3 separate regions of the Mus musculus genome follow, and regions 2 and 3 are each linked to region 1. The links are chromatin contacts, called in public HiChIP or PLAC-seq and promoter capture Hi-C maps. All regions are on one chromosome and are shown on one strand. Each heading gives the region's core, a stretch centred on a gene start, on an enhancer-like site or on the middle of the called end of the contact. The rest is flanking DNA. Distances are from core to core; before and after follow the strand shown.

The links. Promoter capture Hi-C pulls out the DNA fragments that hold promoters and counts their contacts. HiChIP or PLAC-seq counts read pairs in DNA pulled down with a chosen protein or histone mark.
Region 2: a contact with region 1 is called in an H3K27ac HiChIP or PLAC-seq map of large pre-B cells, with 6 times the contacts expected there. The contact joins the enhancer-like site here to the promoter of Klf11 in region 1. A contact is called at or near these places in 3 of 39 promoter capture datasets (frontonasal cranial neural crest, maxillary cranial neural crest and pre-B cells), 2 of 484 Hi-C or Micro-C datasets (CD4 T cells and LSK cells) and 1 of 115 datasets of contacts at active chromatin or transcription factors (large pre-B cells).
Region 3: a promoter capture Hi-C map of hippocampal neurons shows a contact between it and region 1, with 8 times the contacts expected there. The contact joins the promoter of 4930480M12Rik here to the promoter of Klf11 in region 1. A contact is called at or near these places in 3 of 39 promoter capture datasets (cranial neural crest, hippocampal neurons and maxillary cranial neural crest).

The regions. Positions count from the first base shown.
Region 1 is chr12:24,648,694-24,653,490 of GRCm38.p6, forward strand. It overlaps Klf11 (Kruppel-like factor 11), which reads left to right and starts at 2,678. Exons shown (of 4, transcript NM_178357.3): 1 at 2,678-2,873. The coding sequence starts at 2,832.
Region 2 is chr12:26,392,143-26,396,939 of GRCm38.p6, forward strand. All of the region lies in intron 2 of Rnf144a (ring finger protein 144A), which reads right to left. Among named protein-coding and RNA genes, the nearest start is that of Mir6538, 20 kb to the right of the region's middle. Within about 2 kb of position 2,904, at least 52 of the 459 cell types and tissues checked have an H3K27ac peak or open chromatin away from gene starts, as enhancers often do.
Region 3 is chr12:26,209,011-26,213,807 of GRCm38.p6, forward strand. It overlaps 4930480M12Rik (RIKEN cDNA 4930480M12 gene), which reads left to right and starts at 2,257. Exons shown (of 3, transcript NR_046278.1): 1 at 2,257-2,306; 2 at 4,556-4,677. Gm29687 (predicted gene, 29687) reads right to left here and starts at 1,495. Exons shown (of 5, transcript NR_131149.1): 1 at 1,393-1,495; 2 at 620-671.

The DNA of each region.
Region 1 (4,797 bases), core at 1,428-3,927:
GAAGGTGAACCATGTTACTAGATCAAGAGGCAGAATGGCCAGGGCACCCTGCTGGAGCGAGGACATCAAATTAGGGTAAACACAAGTTCACTCCCAAGAATGCTGGATGAGAGCGAGAGGTACCTGAGAGGTGCTCCAGACAGAAGCCAGCAGGGTTGATAGGGCTGGTGTGATGCATTCAGTCAACAGTTACTGTGAGATGATGTGGATAGATCAGCCATGCTCCCCATCCAAGAAGAGACAGGCAGTACGCAAAGACACAGAAACACTGCAGAGCTTGCAGAGTGTATGAGGAGGTGAGGCAGAGACAGCAGTGAGGGCATGAGGTCAGTCTGAGTCCACAAGTATGCTGGGAGAGGCTGTCCAAGGAAGACGTGCCAGTAATGTCACAGCAAATGCTGAACTCTGGAGACAGCAGTTGATGGGACAGGTGACCCAGAGGAGCCCTGGCTGCTTGTCTTATTTTTCTGTTATAACAACACTTCCGAGACCAGGAAGTTTATATATAGCGTGCGCGCGCGCGCGCGCGCGCGCGTGTGTGTGTGTCCATGTGGAGCCTGGATGTGTGTGTGTGTGTGTGTGTGTGTGTGTGTGTGTCCATGTGGAGCCTGGATGTTAACCTCCAGTCTCATTTTTTGGGGGGGGGGTGTCAAGACATGGTTTCTCTGTGTAGTCCTGGCTATCCTGGAACTCACTCTGTACACCCACCAGGCTGGCCTCAAACTCAGAAATTCGCCTGCCTCTGCCTCCCAAGTGCTGGGATTAAAGGTATGAGCCACCACCGCCCAGTTCTGGTGTAATTTCTTAGGAGCCACCCACCCTGGTTCTGTCGGATTTGTTTAAGACAGAGTGTCTCATTGGGATTGGGTGTAGGGACCTTGACTTGGCCAGGCTGACTGAACAGTGAAGCCCAGTGTTTTCTGCCTGTCTGGACTTCCCCAGTGCTGGGATTACAGGTGTGTACCACCATGCCTAGCTTTTTATGTCGGTTCTAGGGGTGGACCTCGGGTCTTCTTGACGCAAGCTCTTTACCAACTGAGCCACACACCTCCACTTCCTATGTAAAAAGTCCATTCTGCTCAGAGCTCTGCAATCCAGGAAGGCTAATTCTGCTCACCCTCTGACATGTGTGTGTGTGTGTGTGTGTGTGTGTGTGTGTGTGTATGTGTGTGTGTATATGTGTGTGTGTATGTGTGAAGGGGGTCTTCCTGCTGGATTATGACACAAGAGTGTCACGTGGTCAGGTAGAGTGAGCAAACTAGCTGGTCTCTCTAATTTTAAGACCCCATAACCCTTCCTTAATCCCAATCACCCTCCAAAGGCTCCCTCTCCAAATACTATTAACATATTACTCTGGAGATTATTCTCCAACACATACGCCATAAAACCACGTGTGGAGAGAACAGGAGACAGTAGGGACGTTGGATGGGGCGGAGGCATTATAGGTAAGGGTGAACACGGGGAGTCAGAAATTCAGTGTGGGAATGAAGCAAAAACAATTTAAACAGGCCCAAGTAGAAGACTAACTCCATGTGTGTTAAATGCCCCAGTAGTTAGACATGTGAATTCACCTTTAAACACTCCTACTGTTACTTTCAACAAACTCCCTTTCTTTGGTTCACTTAATTCCATTGTCAAGCCAGTGTGAAACTGAGGAATCAGGGTTGCAACTATAACCCTTAGGCCTTACCAGCTTAAGGACAGGGCTCTCTGCCTGCCTGCCTCTCTGCCTGCTCACCTGTCTGATAAAAATAGGCAGCATAATGTCCAGCTCCTGTCTGCTCATATCAGCAATGATTCTCCCAGACCTCCACTAGTTTCAAGGCTCTGCAGTGAGGCATCAGGGGGTTAGTAGAGGGGTGCCCTATTGCTGCACTGTAGGTTGGAGGTGGGCACGACATACTGCATGCATTGACCTCTGCTCTCCAAGACTTGTGATGAGTGTACATGAATAACCGCACCTAAAGGCCCAAGGGGAAAAAACGGATACTCAGGATTTGGGTCAGGTCTCACGTAGGCCTGAGGACACCCCAAGTGGGTGTCCTTTGTATGGCCACTGGGGAGGATGCGCAGGCTTCATTAGGTACATGTCGAGTGGCTGACTACACGGCTGTAGTTCTTTTGTAGCAGAAGGCAGATTAGAGTAGGAAGAGCATTTGATCTGGCGCCATGCAGGAAAAAGCGGATGTCGTCCCTAAACCCAAGCAGCTTTCAAGCCTCTTCCTGGGCAGAGATGCGGTCCTAAGAGCCAACGACAGCTTAAAAGAAATTAGAGACAGGGTGAGGCCGTCCCTGTGGGTCCCGCCTACCAGATCCGTCCACGGCGTGGGGCCAGCGCGCGACCTCTGCGAGCAGCCCCTGCGGCAGAAGAGGACCTTACTGCGGTCGACTGCCGCCGCGCCGCCGCCGGGACCTTTCCCCTACTTTCCAGGCCTCACGCCCCGCCTCTAGCCCGGACCAAAACACGTGCCGCCGCCCGCCCCGCCGGATCACGCCGCAGCCAGGCTCCGATCACGCGCCCCCCCGCGGCGCCCATTGGCCCGCTTCTTGCCGGCCTGGCGCTGATTGGCTGGCGGCAGAGGCCATGCCCCCAGCAGGGAGCGGTGTATTTTGGTTTGCCCGCGCGCCCCGCCCAGGGCCGCTCCCTCCGTGGCGCCCCGCCCCTCCCGCGCCTCCCGGGCCGCGCGGAGGCAGAGCCGCGCGGCAAGGAAGGCGGAGGTGCGCGCCGGGAACAGACGCTCGGGACACCGCCGCCCGCCGCACACGTGCAGCCTCCGCCGCACGCAGGGCTCCTGCCTCGCAGCATTGCTGCCTGCAGGCCATACGGCACCATGCACTCGCCGGGCTCCACCGGCCCCGGCGACGGGCGCGCGGTAAGTGACGGGGCTGAGCGCGGGACGAGACGGGGGACGCGGGAGGGATGGCGACTTCTCGCTGCGGTGGGGGCTGCGGATTTGCTCTGGTCCGGACAGGGACCCGGAGGCTCGGCCGGGTCAGGGTGGGGAGGGGGGTGTGTTAGCGCGGCAGCCTGCCTTCAGCTTTGTCTCTGGTCCGCTGCGGCCCCGCCCGGCGCGGCTATTTCCAGCCATGACGTCACCCGAATCCAGAGGAGGACCGCTGTTGGATGTGGGCGCGGCTGGCGGGAACTTGGGGGCGGAGTCAAAGCTGGGGCGCAGCATGGGGGCGTGGCCAAAGCTAGGGCGTGGGCAAGCGTGCTTGGAGGAGATATTGGGGGAACTAGATGGGACCAAGGCGAAGGACATGGTGAAAGCACCTGGTAGTAGTGTAAGAGGGCGGAACCGAAGCTAGAGAGCTTGGTGAGAACCTCTGGTAGGACTGTGGGGCGGGGCCGATGTAAGAGTGCATAGTGAGAGTTTATCTAGGGGCGGGGCAAAGGCTAAGCCGAAGGGAGGGAGTGTGGTGAGAGCATCTGGTAGGAGTGCAGTGGGAGGGGCTGTGGGTGGAGCCAAAGTAAAGGTATCTCAGGAGGGTGTGGCCAGAGTGCCTGGATGGGGTTACGACGGAATGAGGAGCAAGGCAATAGTGTGTCTTGATAGGCGAGTGTGCAAGAGTGTGGTTCGAAGAGGTGTGTCAGCCAAGCTTAATGGGCTGGTAAGGGTAGAGCTGGGCGAAGGGTGGAGTCTAAGTGAGAAGGGGTGTGGTAAAATGGGACTTTGCAGGCTTGGGCCCAGGGACTGAGTGAAGTCATGGCAGGGACCTCTGTCAGAAGGTGTAGGGTGTGGAGCAACAGAACCTGATAGAAATGTAGGGGGCCAGAGAAGTGGTGCGGAGCAGGTTCCTGGTGAGAACACAGTATTACATGGACTCAAGGGAACCTACGTTCGCATTCTTTCCTAGTATGGGGCTGGACATTGATTCCACTTGAAGGCTCATAATCAAAATACCCTTCCAGGAGGTTGTCTGGCCCCTATGGTCATATCTTTGCCTGTTCAGTGAAGGGGAATCTGGACAGACAGGAAGTTTTGAAGCTCAGAAAATATGTATGGAAATATGTGTCTGTAGGCTTAAGTTTCTCTTTTGGACAGGCTAGGTTCCAGTCCCTTCCTCCCCACTCCTGCATGTAAAGGTGACATGGTATACAGGAGGAGACACCTTTCCTGGACTATGGTTGAGCTTTCTCATGCTGTTCCTCTCACCTGACCTCCTCCCTAGTTCTCATAACAAGTGATTTAATGTTTCTGAGTCTGCTGAGGAAGCAGGCAGTCACGGAGGACTGTGCTAGCATGGAACCTAGGTCCAGCCACTGGGAAATTAAGCTTGGGGTAGTGTTTCCTTTCTTAGGGACACCACTCTGGTCCTGCGCTAGATGATCTCACCCACCAGCTAACTGGCTGCTTGGTTTCATCTGCTGCTTTGCCTGTTTCCCTTTCCTACAACACCTTCCTGCTAGCCATTCTGGTGTTTACCTCTAGAGTTAATCTTCATCATTTAGCCAAGAGAAGAAGTTAGTAACCTGTTTTGTTTATTTTATAGCTGTGGGGATTGAATTCAGGTGCACACGTGAGGTAGTCAGGCATTAAACTATTGAGCAATAGCCCCGCCTTGGAACCTTTTTAAGAATCGGGGGCGGGTTTTTGTTTGTTTGTTTTATTTTGTTTTTGTTGGTTTTTTTGTTTTTGTTTTTGTTTTGTTTTTTGTGGAAACTGTTTCTCAACCAAGCCCAGTCTTCAGAGCTTGAAAACAAAGTTGTGTTGAGAGTCCCGTTTGGGTCTTTTTATTCCAAGACAGAGACCATTGCTTTGTTAAGGGTGCTGCACATGTCTATGGTAGACCCAC
Region 2 (4,797 bases), core at 1,654-4,153, 1.7 Mb after region 1:
ATGCATATGTGCTTGCAGGTGCCTATGGAGACTACAGTCGGTTATTAAATTTCCCCATAGTTACAGTTACAGGCAGTTGTGAGCCGCCCAATGTTGGTGCTGAGAACAAAACTATGATCCTCCACAAAAGCAGTAGTCACTTCTAACTACTGCACCATCGCTCCAGCCCCTCATTTGCAGTTTTAAAGATAAGTTGTCAGTAGATGCTATTAATGGTGGTAAAAGTGTTTTATTTCTCATTTGCTTACTGATTTAGCATGCATGAAGAATGATAAATTTTGATACTTTTAAGTGTAGGTACTTGGCTATCTGTCTTGCATATTCTCCCAGATAGTCCCCAGGCAAGGACTGTGACTCCAGGGTGAACAGCACCACTCGTCTCAGTATGAGCCTGAGATAAGACAGCACAGCCTGTGGCTGCTCAGCCCTCTCCGTCTGTGTCCCAGTGAGCCCTGCCATGTTTCCATGTCTCTTCTGCAGATACCAACAATGCATTTGTTAACTTCATCTTCCATTCCCCACCTACACTTGGACTTCTGCTGATACAGGTAGGTGTGCCTGGAGCAGAGATGGGCAAGAAGTCCTTGCTCTTAAGAATCCTGCACAAAATGGAACCCCATGTTGACCCATGACTCTTCTAATAAGTAACAAAATTCATTTGTGTGTCCCAAGAAGCAAATATAATGAAGAATTAGGTAAGATGTCTCATTTCCTATCAGGCAATCCCAATATTATCTAATTCACTCCTTCATATGAACACGGATACCGCCACAAAAGATAAATCAACCCCAAAAGCCAAGCTTATGCAGAAAATATAAAGGAATGATCTCACTGACCCCTATCATCAGTGTACGCACATCTCTATCTAAAGGGGGACATATGTGATCATGGCTTATTAAATAATGGGAACCACTAAAATAACCGGGTTTGTGAAGAGAATGCAAAGTGGGAGCATCACTTGGCCTCCTTCCCAGCATATCCAACTCAGAGCTCCAAAGCTGTGTGTGCCACAGGACAGCCATAGCTGCGCAACACAAAACCACACTTACTACAAGTACTATGAGATTTTTCTTTCTAGATTTTATTAATTTTTCCCATTTAAATTGCACAAGTATAAACTTTGTAGATGACAATCTGCTGCCCTGTGTGACTATAAAACAGACCTGCTAGACCTTTGCAGTCTCAGTGTCTGTGTATACCTATCTGCCCACATATACATGCACACCCATGCGTATGCACACTTGTGAGTCACAAGTGATACACTAAAGTAAAGCCTCGAATTGTGGGGGAGGTGCTGTTACTTAGAGAGGTCTCTCATGATCTCTGAGGGATGGTAGCAGACTGACTGAAATGGAAGCAGGGCGTAGAGAAGGCTGAGAAGGAACCAGCTCAGCAAGGTGGGTGTGGGAGACTCAGGGGAGTCCTAGCAGCTGTGGTGAGAGGAGACTGATGTGTTGTGAAGTGAGTTTCAGGAGCAACAGACTGCAGAGGAAAAGGGGGAGAGGAGATCGGGGGAGATGCGGTAGGGAAGGAAGAGAAGGGAAGAGAAAGGATCTTGAGTAGGGGAGAGAAGGGGAGAAAGGAAAGAGGAGAGAGGAGGGAGAGAAGGGGGAAGTTAAAGGATAAAGGAGGGGAATCGAAGGGAGAGGAGAGGGGAGGGAAGGAAACGAAGAAGGACCTTGTATCTTTGAAAAGAGAGTCAGAAAGAAGAGGGGAGGAGAAGGAGAAAGGAGGAGGAGGGAAAGGAAAGAGAGGAGAAAAGGCCAAAGATGCTTTCAGGTTTTCATTTTGATCAGTGGAGCACCTGGACTGTGAGTGGCAAAGCACCTGAGAGGATGAAGGCAGGTGGCAAGCCTGAGGTCCCTAAGCTGCTCTGGGGCAGACAGAACAACTCTATGTGTCTGTGATATCATCGGGAGACAGACAAGAACTAATCAGAGGAAAGGACAACAGAAGTCTGCAGGGATGCCTCACTATCTAATGCCAACTCACAGAGACACAAAGCACAGGGTACCAATAGCAATCAGTGAGGCTAAAGCTATGCCCAGTGTCCTTTAGGAAGTCAGGGGATGGGGCAACACCGGGGAGCCCTCACACAGGAGGATCAACACTGACCGGCGATATATCAGCTTTGGGAGCCATTGCAGGAATAAACACTAGAAGATAGAACTGAGGATAGCAAGCTGAATCAATAACATGACGCCATCCTCATGAGAGACAAAGCGATGGCCCTTCATCTGCTGGGATGGAACGCTGTCTAAGACACACCTGGGAATAAAGACAACGTGCCAAACATTTGTATAATAGCATTCCACTCGTGAGCAGGACTGAAGACACAGTTCTTCTAGAGGACACCAGAGAAAAATGAAGACATTTTCCCTTTGCTCCTCTTGAGAATTCTGTACAGCCTTAGATTTTCAGAGGTTAACAATCCCTGGCACGGTAAACTTCAGCCACTACTTACTTTTTTTCTCTGAAAAGGGTCACATACGCCATGTATAACATACCACAAACTATGATTTAAAACCCCACAGGAAGGGCCTAATTCCCTGTACTCTTGGCTCCACAAACAGGGCTTTCTTTCTCTCCTTTTTACTGCCCCCCCCCCACACACACACATGGTATATTGACATTAAGCCTCTGCTCACCTGTTTCTGGCTATCACTACAAAGCAAGTGTAAGAAGAAAGACCCATGTCTCGTTGCACAGGCACACAACAAAAGGGACCCAAAGGGACCTGGCTGCTTCTCCCCAGATCTTCCCATTCCCCAAACAGTCCCAGGACTGTCTTCTCCTCCGTGCCATTGGTCCTGAAAGTCTGGATTCCAAAGCCCAGAGCAGTGGCAGGCAGGGAGGTTCTCACAGTGGCTGAGAGCAGAGGTTTCCACACGTGTGAGCTGCTGGAGTTGAGTATGAATGGGGGTCTTGTCTGGCTTCAATAAAGCACCTCTCTGTTTGTATGCATGCTATACTGAGAGTCTTGTCCATGGAGAAGCCACCCAGCGCTCCTCAGCAATCCCTTTCCTGTTGTCTTGAAGGGACCTATTTAACATTTTCCTTCTCTGCGGTAAATTAGGCAACTGAAGCATTTCTCAAGGCAGGCACGAAGCACACGCATTGGCTCATTGGATATCAATTAATTTTTTTTTAATTCTCTTGCTGAGATGAAAGGCCTCTCTCTGGTTAGCCTGCCATCCTTGCCAATTGAAAGAAATCACTCATAAAAACGAAACTGAGTCTCAAGCTTCAAGCCGCTTACAAAGAACCAATTGATTTACCCAACTGGATGCAGACGCAGGCCCAAAATAAGAATCTTGTTGCTGTCGGGACGTTACATTAGAAAAACTAATTTACTTAGAGTCGTACGACAATAAAACACATTGTGACTTTAAAAAACACAGAGAACAGTTCCCTTGGCGACACATCTTAAAAGGGAATGAGGTGGGTTTGTATGTGCTGAGCAAGGAAAAATTTCTCCAAAGAGCAAGATGTATTATGATTTTATTCAAAACATATGTGTGCTGGGAGAGATGGGGACTCTAACAAGGAGAAGATTCCAATGAAGGAGTTGATGGTTCTGTATCCAAAGACTGAAGGCCTGGGCAGGAAGGAGAAGCACCCGATACCGCGAGATCCTGTACTGTCTGGCTTGTGCATTTATAATGTATTCTATTCGTGGTACACACATAATGTAAGACTGGGTGTTTTAAAGTTTTCGCGTTAATGTGGCAAGTTATTTCACAGGACCATATCATTATGCCACCATCAAAACCAGATCTCAGGGCCAGTGAGAGGGCACAGCTGGTAAAAGCTATCTGCCCAGAAGCCTGATGAACTGGGTTTGATTCCAATCTCACACACATACACGCACATCCGATAAATGGATACATAAATAAATGTCCTTTAGTTTAAAATATACTCCCTCAGATCTCTCACATAGGCCATCAGTCGTTTCTGGCATGCACCAATGGTCTTGCATCTTTGGAACGTTCCTACGATCATAATCTGACCTTTTAAGTTCTTGTTTAAAAACTACAATTGAACTGATAGAGTTGGTGGGCCAGTCCCATAAAGGCCATGAATCACATTTCTCCCAGGCTCTCTGCTTGTCTAATGGCTCTAAATCAGTTATATAGCCAATCCCACAGATGACCGAAGATGAAACTATCCACATAACGAGTACAGAGATAATTACTGCCCACTTAACAGAGCAAAGAGTAATGAGTGAATAAAACCTTTTAAACATCTCACCGATGTAAAGGTGCAAGAGCTATTCTGATGCAACAATGTTAGGCTCAAAACCAGAAGAACGGGGGCATCTCTAGGGTCTCTTACAGTCTAAAAGGTCAATTCTCAAAACCCTGTCTTTAAAATAGCCCAACCTCACAAGGTATCTCTCTGAGCCTTGTGTGACTTAAGTTCTTGCCACCTTCACAGACAGGGACTGCAGGACACTGTGACTCGGCACTGCTGGGGACAGGAATGGCACATTAGGGTAGAGACCTAAGATGCCAGCTTCATTTAGTTTGATAAGGTATGATCAATTGGCTAATCAAAACCTGCTAATACCATAAATATACAAACAGGAAAATCAAAAAGGAAAAGAAATCAATGAATTGAAAATAGCTATCCATTGGTATTAGAGCTCCTAGGCAATCATATCAAAAAATCATGTTAAACATGATTTGCCTAAAAAGATCAGTTAAAAGACCTCATCCAAGAGCGGTTGTGCAGCGAGTGGCGGTTAATCAGAAATCACAACTTCTCAAAGTGAGCAAGTGTCTGTGTGGTTCTTGG
Region 3 (4,797 bases), core at 1,007-3,506, 1.6 Mb after region 1:
CGTAGGACTCATTTAAAAATATGACACAGTTGTCACAGTGCATGAACGAGAAATCAAGAAAAATTATACCTTTCTCATGTCTTAGCAAAGAAAACCAGCTCACCAGTTTCTTATGTACTCTCCCAGAAGCACCATATTTATGTACAAGTATGTATATATTAATCTTTAAATGAATACATTAAGCTTTTATTTGTTTTCAATTAATCAACTCTGCTCTCCCTCTCCCTCTTTCTCCCTCTCCCTCTTTCTCCCTCTCCCTCTCCCTCTCCCTCTCCCTCTCCCTCTCCCTCTCCCTCTCTGTGTGTGCGTGCATGTGCATCTATGTCTGTGTCTGTGTCTGTGTCTGTGTCTGTGTCTGTGTCTGTGTCTGTGTCTGTGTCCATGTCTGTATGGTTGTACTTGCCTAGGCAAAAGTGTAGAGTTTGAGGGATGCTTTTCCTCTCACCTTATGGGTTTCATGAATTAAACCCAAGCCATCAAGCATCCATGACAACTATTTTAACTTATTAAGGCTCACACTCATTTTTTAAAGATAAATAATAGAACACTATATAAACATACTTCTTAATTTTTTATAGTATAAAATTTGTTCCAAAGAAGAAATATAAAATGTACTCACCATTTTTAAGGGATATAAAGGTTTCTGTTGTGTTGATGGGTAATGATGTTCTCTGTGGGGAGAGGATACACTAGAGATTGAAATCAGAACCTTCCAATGCTAAGCACAAGCTCTGCCACTACATTGTTACCTTAATGTCTCAGCTACTTCTCTGTTGCTGAGATAAAATGCCACAACTAGAAGTGAATTATGGGAGCAAGAGTTTATTTTGGCTTACGGTTCTAGACAGGAGAAGGTACCAAAAGAAGACATCTCATACTGACTGCTGGCTTCAACACATGCATGCACAGATGTGCACACCCACCTACTACCATGATGGAGAATACATCTCACACTGGCTTCTACACATACATGTACAGTTGTGTATACCCACCCACTACACCCATACACACACGGGGGAGAGGGGTAGGAGAGAGAAAGAGAGAGAAGGAGGGAGAGGGAGGGAGGGAGGGAGGGAGGGAGGGAGGGAGGAGGAGGAGGAGGAGGAGGAGGAGGAGGAAGTCGTCACTGAGTGTCTGTCTTTTTGTTTTCTTTGTATGATGGGCTACATTTTAGAAATATAGCCATACATTCTTAGACTTCCAGAGCTGAATTTTGGCTTTCCTTTTTTTCTGTAATGCATGAGACAAAAGTATGTAGCTTTGCATGTGATTTACTTATACTGTGACAATGATAGGATCCCTCACAAGGAAATGCTCAAAACTCCTTGTATGATTCTTAGAGGAAAAGAGACCATGAGGCTCATCTGCTATCTGTGATCACTGCATGCCTACCTCACCATGTCCTCCACTTTGGTAGCTCCGAATTGGTCAAGGTTTGTCTCCGTTCCTTCATTTCCTACCCTAAGCACCAATGCTATTCCTGTAAGTGCACCCTTCTCCTTCCCTTCCACGTGAATTCCCTAAAGGCTCACACTCACTCGCTTCATGCCAGCACCTGCCTCAGCACGTGGGGGATGCTGGGAACAGGACAACAGACTCATAACGTGACATATTTAAAACAGAAAAACAAGTGTGTTGGTGGTCCAAGTCTATCCTACAGAATCCTAGATTCATATCAAACGTTAAGAAAGCAACAGGGAAAGTAAGACTAGGATGATGGGGAATCAGTCTTGTTTAAGATTGTGAAGCTTCTGGGGTTTAAGCTTGCTCTCAAACTCAAATTCCAGCATGGGCAGCCTCCTCTACCTAAGAAAATGTCCACATGGGAGGGTTTTTAGGCTCAGCAGACCCCAGGGATCTTTGACCTTCAACCTTGTGGCTCTGAGAGGCCTCTTTTACTTCCTTGGATTAAAACTAGCAAACAAACAAAATCCCTGGAGGCAATAGCAATATCAAATTACCTAGAACACCTGGGTTTAAAACAGAGGAAGAAAAAGGAGGGGGAAAAAAGAAGATAAAGTTAACAATGTTGTGCGGACAATCTTTGATTTTAAAATACTTTGTAAATTAGCACCGTAGGCTTAACCCAGCTCCTCTTCTTCTTGTGTGATGGGGTGGGTAGCTGGCTGTACTTGCTCCGCAAGGAAGTATCTCTCCCTCAAGGGCTCTGTCACCTTTGCTCTTTCTCAGTCCTGGGGCCTTATGAAGTCTTGCTGTAGTCATAGCAACAAGGGAACATCACACTCCCAGCTAATTACCAATCTTTCTGGGTAAGGAAAGAAAATTAATTTCCTCGGACGGACAAGGTAAGCCTCCACACTACAAATGTTTCTTATATTATATTTCAAAAGACAAAAATGTGGCTGTCCTTTGCTGGATTCGATCAGTAATTAGTTAGAAGCATAATTTGCATTCACAGAGTAATTGTGTTTACTTTCCAAGCTAATACAATTTTCAGGGAAAACTAGTAGATCAGCAAGAGTAAGACCCCCCACCCTGTGAGCAAAGGCCTTTATGTTTTATTTAAAGTTGTCACGTGGAGCCTGCATTTTCTTTCAGATCTCTCAAGCTGTGTGGCAGTTCCCCAAATGGCTCGTTCCAGAAACAGCTTTGGATCGTACATTTGTGTCTCATCTGTTGACAAGCATTTTAGTTTTCTACGAGTTCCCTCTAGTACTCGCCTTACCAAATACAACTGTTGGCGCGGAGTCTCCAAATGGCGGATTGATACAGTCCCACAAACCCTACACTTCGCAGTCGGATCAATCACTTTGCATTTGGCTGCAACAAAGAGAAAATGATTTCTAAAGGTGCTGACTCAGAGCTTAGTGAGATTTACTTAAATGCATTTCATATTTTAATTAAAACATATAGATGCTCCTCACTTCCTTGAGAGAAGGAATATGATATCTCTCCATAGTTTGGATGTGTGCCTTTCCCTGTGGCATCCTATTCTTTCTTCTTGCTCTAATCAGGAACCAGGCATTTGGGGGGAGAGAGCTTCTGTATACAGTATGCTATTTGATTTTCTTCTCTGGTGAGCTCTTGCATAGGCTGGAGAACAGAGATTAAAGGTGTGTATATTTAGTATCAGAAAAGCAGAGTGTATGTTTTCGCATCTCCTTTATACATTAATCAAGAGAGCTGGCTTCCAGGGAACGATTGCTGCTACCATTGGGAAAAAAACAGCAGCCTCTTAATCAGTGTTTCACTGTTGTCAGCTGGGGAGTCAGGGAGAGTTAGGAGCTACTGGGCTCCTTCCCAAAGGGCTCTCATCTCCTGATAAAACTTGTCCTTTTTCCTTCCCAATCCGGAAGCCTAGGATCCAGTATCAGCAGTACTATATGTCATATTCCAGGATATTTCATTCTTGTTCCCTTAACTGATTGGTTCTATCTAGAAAGAGGCAGATTTTTTTTTGGTCCCCCTTTTAATGGAACTGTAATTCAGATTCTGAATTTCAACAATAACAAACAAATAAACACCTGTTGGACTGATTCCTAGCCTCATAGCCTGGGCATTGTCTGTGCCCTCTCTGATGAAATCCTGGGGACTGCACCTGGGTTACTATGACATTACAATACACTGGGAGTGAGATTAGACACCAGGGCCAGCTTCCACAGCTTTGAGGAATTTAATAGTGAAACTGGCTGACCCCCTTCATTACTGATCTCCAGTTTCCCTGATTTATGGATGGGAGCACTACAGCCCAGGAAATGAAGACAGTGGGTGCAGTCTACCCACAGGATAGAGGAGCAAAGCAAACCTGTCATCAAATGGCCCCAGGTCCCTGAAAGCGAGTTAGTGGTGAAAACTGGCTAGCTACCTCTTTCTATGTCTTCTGGAGGGTTTTTTTGTTTTTTGGAGTTTTTTTTTTTTTTTTTTTTTTTTTTTTTTTTTTTTGTCTGTCTGTTTGTTGTTTGCTCTTTTGGTTTTTTATAAACCCCTGAAATATAAAATCTGATTTGAATTCTAGTGGACAGCCTGATTTGTGACTTTGTTAGAGTTCATCAAAAGACCCTTACTCAGAAAGACCACAGAGACCACCGCCATTGCTGCAAAACGCATGAGGATTTTTATTGATCCAACATGTTGGGGACTCCCCTCCCAGCACACAGGCCAGAGGAGAAACCCAAAACAAAGAAAGAACACTTTTTATACCTTTGTAAGGGGTAGATTTGAGCAACAAGGTTCTCATTGGTGTAGCAAGTAACCCTTTCAGCCATTGGTTGGTTTGTATAGTGACTAAGTAACCCTTTGGCCTAGTGACTCACTTTGCTTGCTCCCATGGTGGGTTATTATGATTTGGTCAACAAAGTAATAGTACATTTTGAACTTATGGATCAGCTATTAATGTCACAACTATTAACATCAGAGGAATTCTCCCAACAAGGTCAGGGTGGTTTGTGGTCTTTGTCAGAATTCAGTGGGGGGTAGGGGGCAGGAGAATTGCTAATCTTGTTATGGTTATTTCTCTGAGAACAGCTAATATTGTTTTGGTAGCTGCAGGGTTAATCATTTTGACCTCTAAAATTATGTTTATATATTTGTTTAGTCAGCCAGCCTCCTTATCTGGCTCTGCAGTTGGCCTGCAAGTACAATTTGGAAAGTCCTGTTCGAAGGGGAAGGCACTGAGTGGTCTTGAATTCATTTTGGATATTACAACTTTTTATAGAGGTATGTTTTTTTTCTTTGTTGTCTTTTGTTTTGTTTAAAAAGAAATCAAGGGAGATGGCTGTTTTATTTTTCTCAGTGAGAACAGAAGGGCTATTTGTGTGTACTACTGGTGTCTATGGA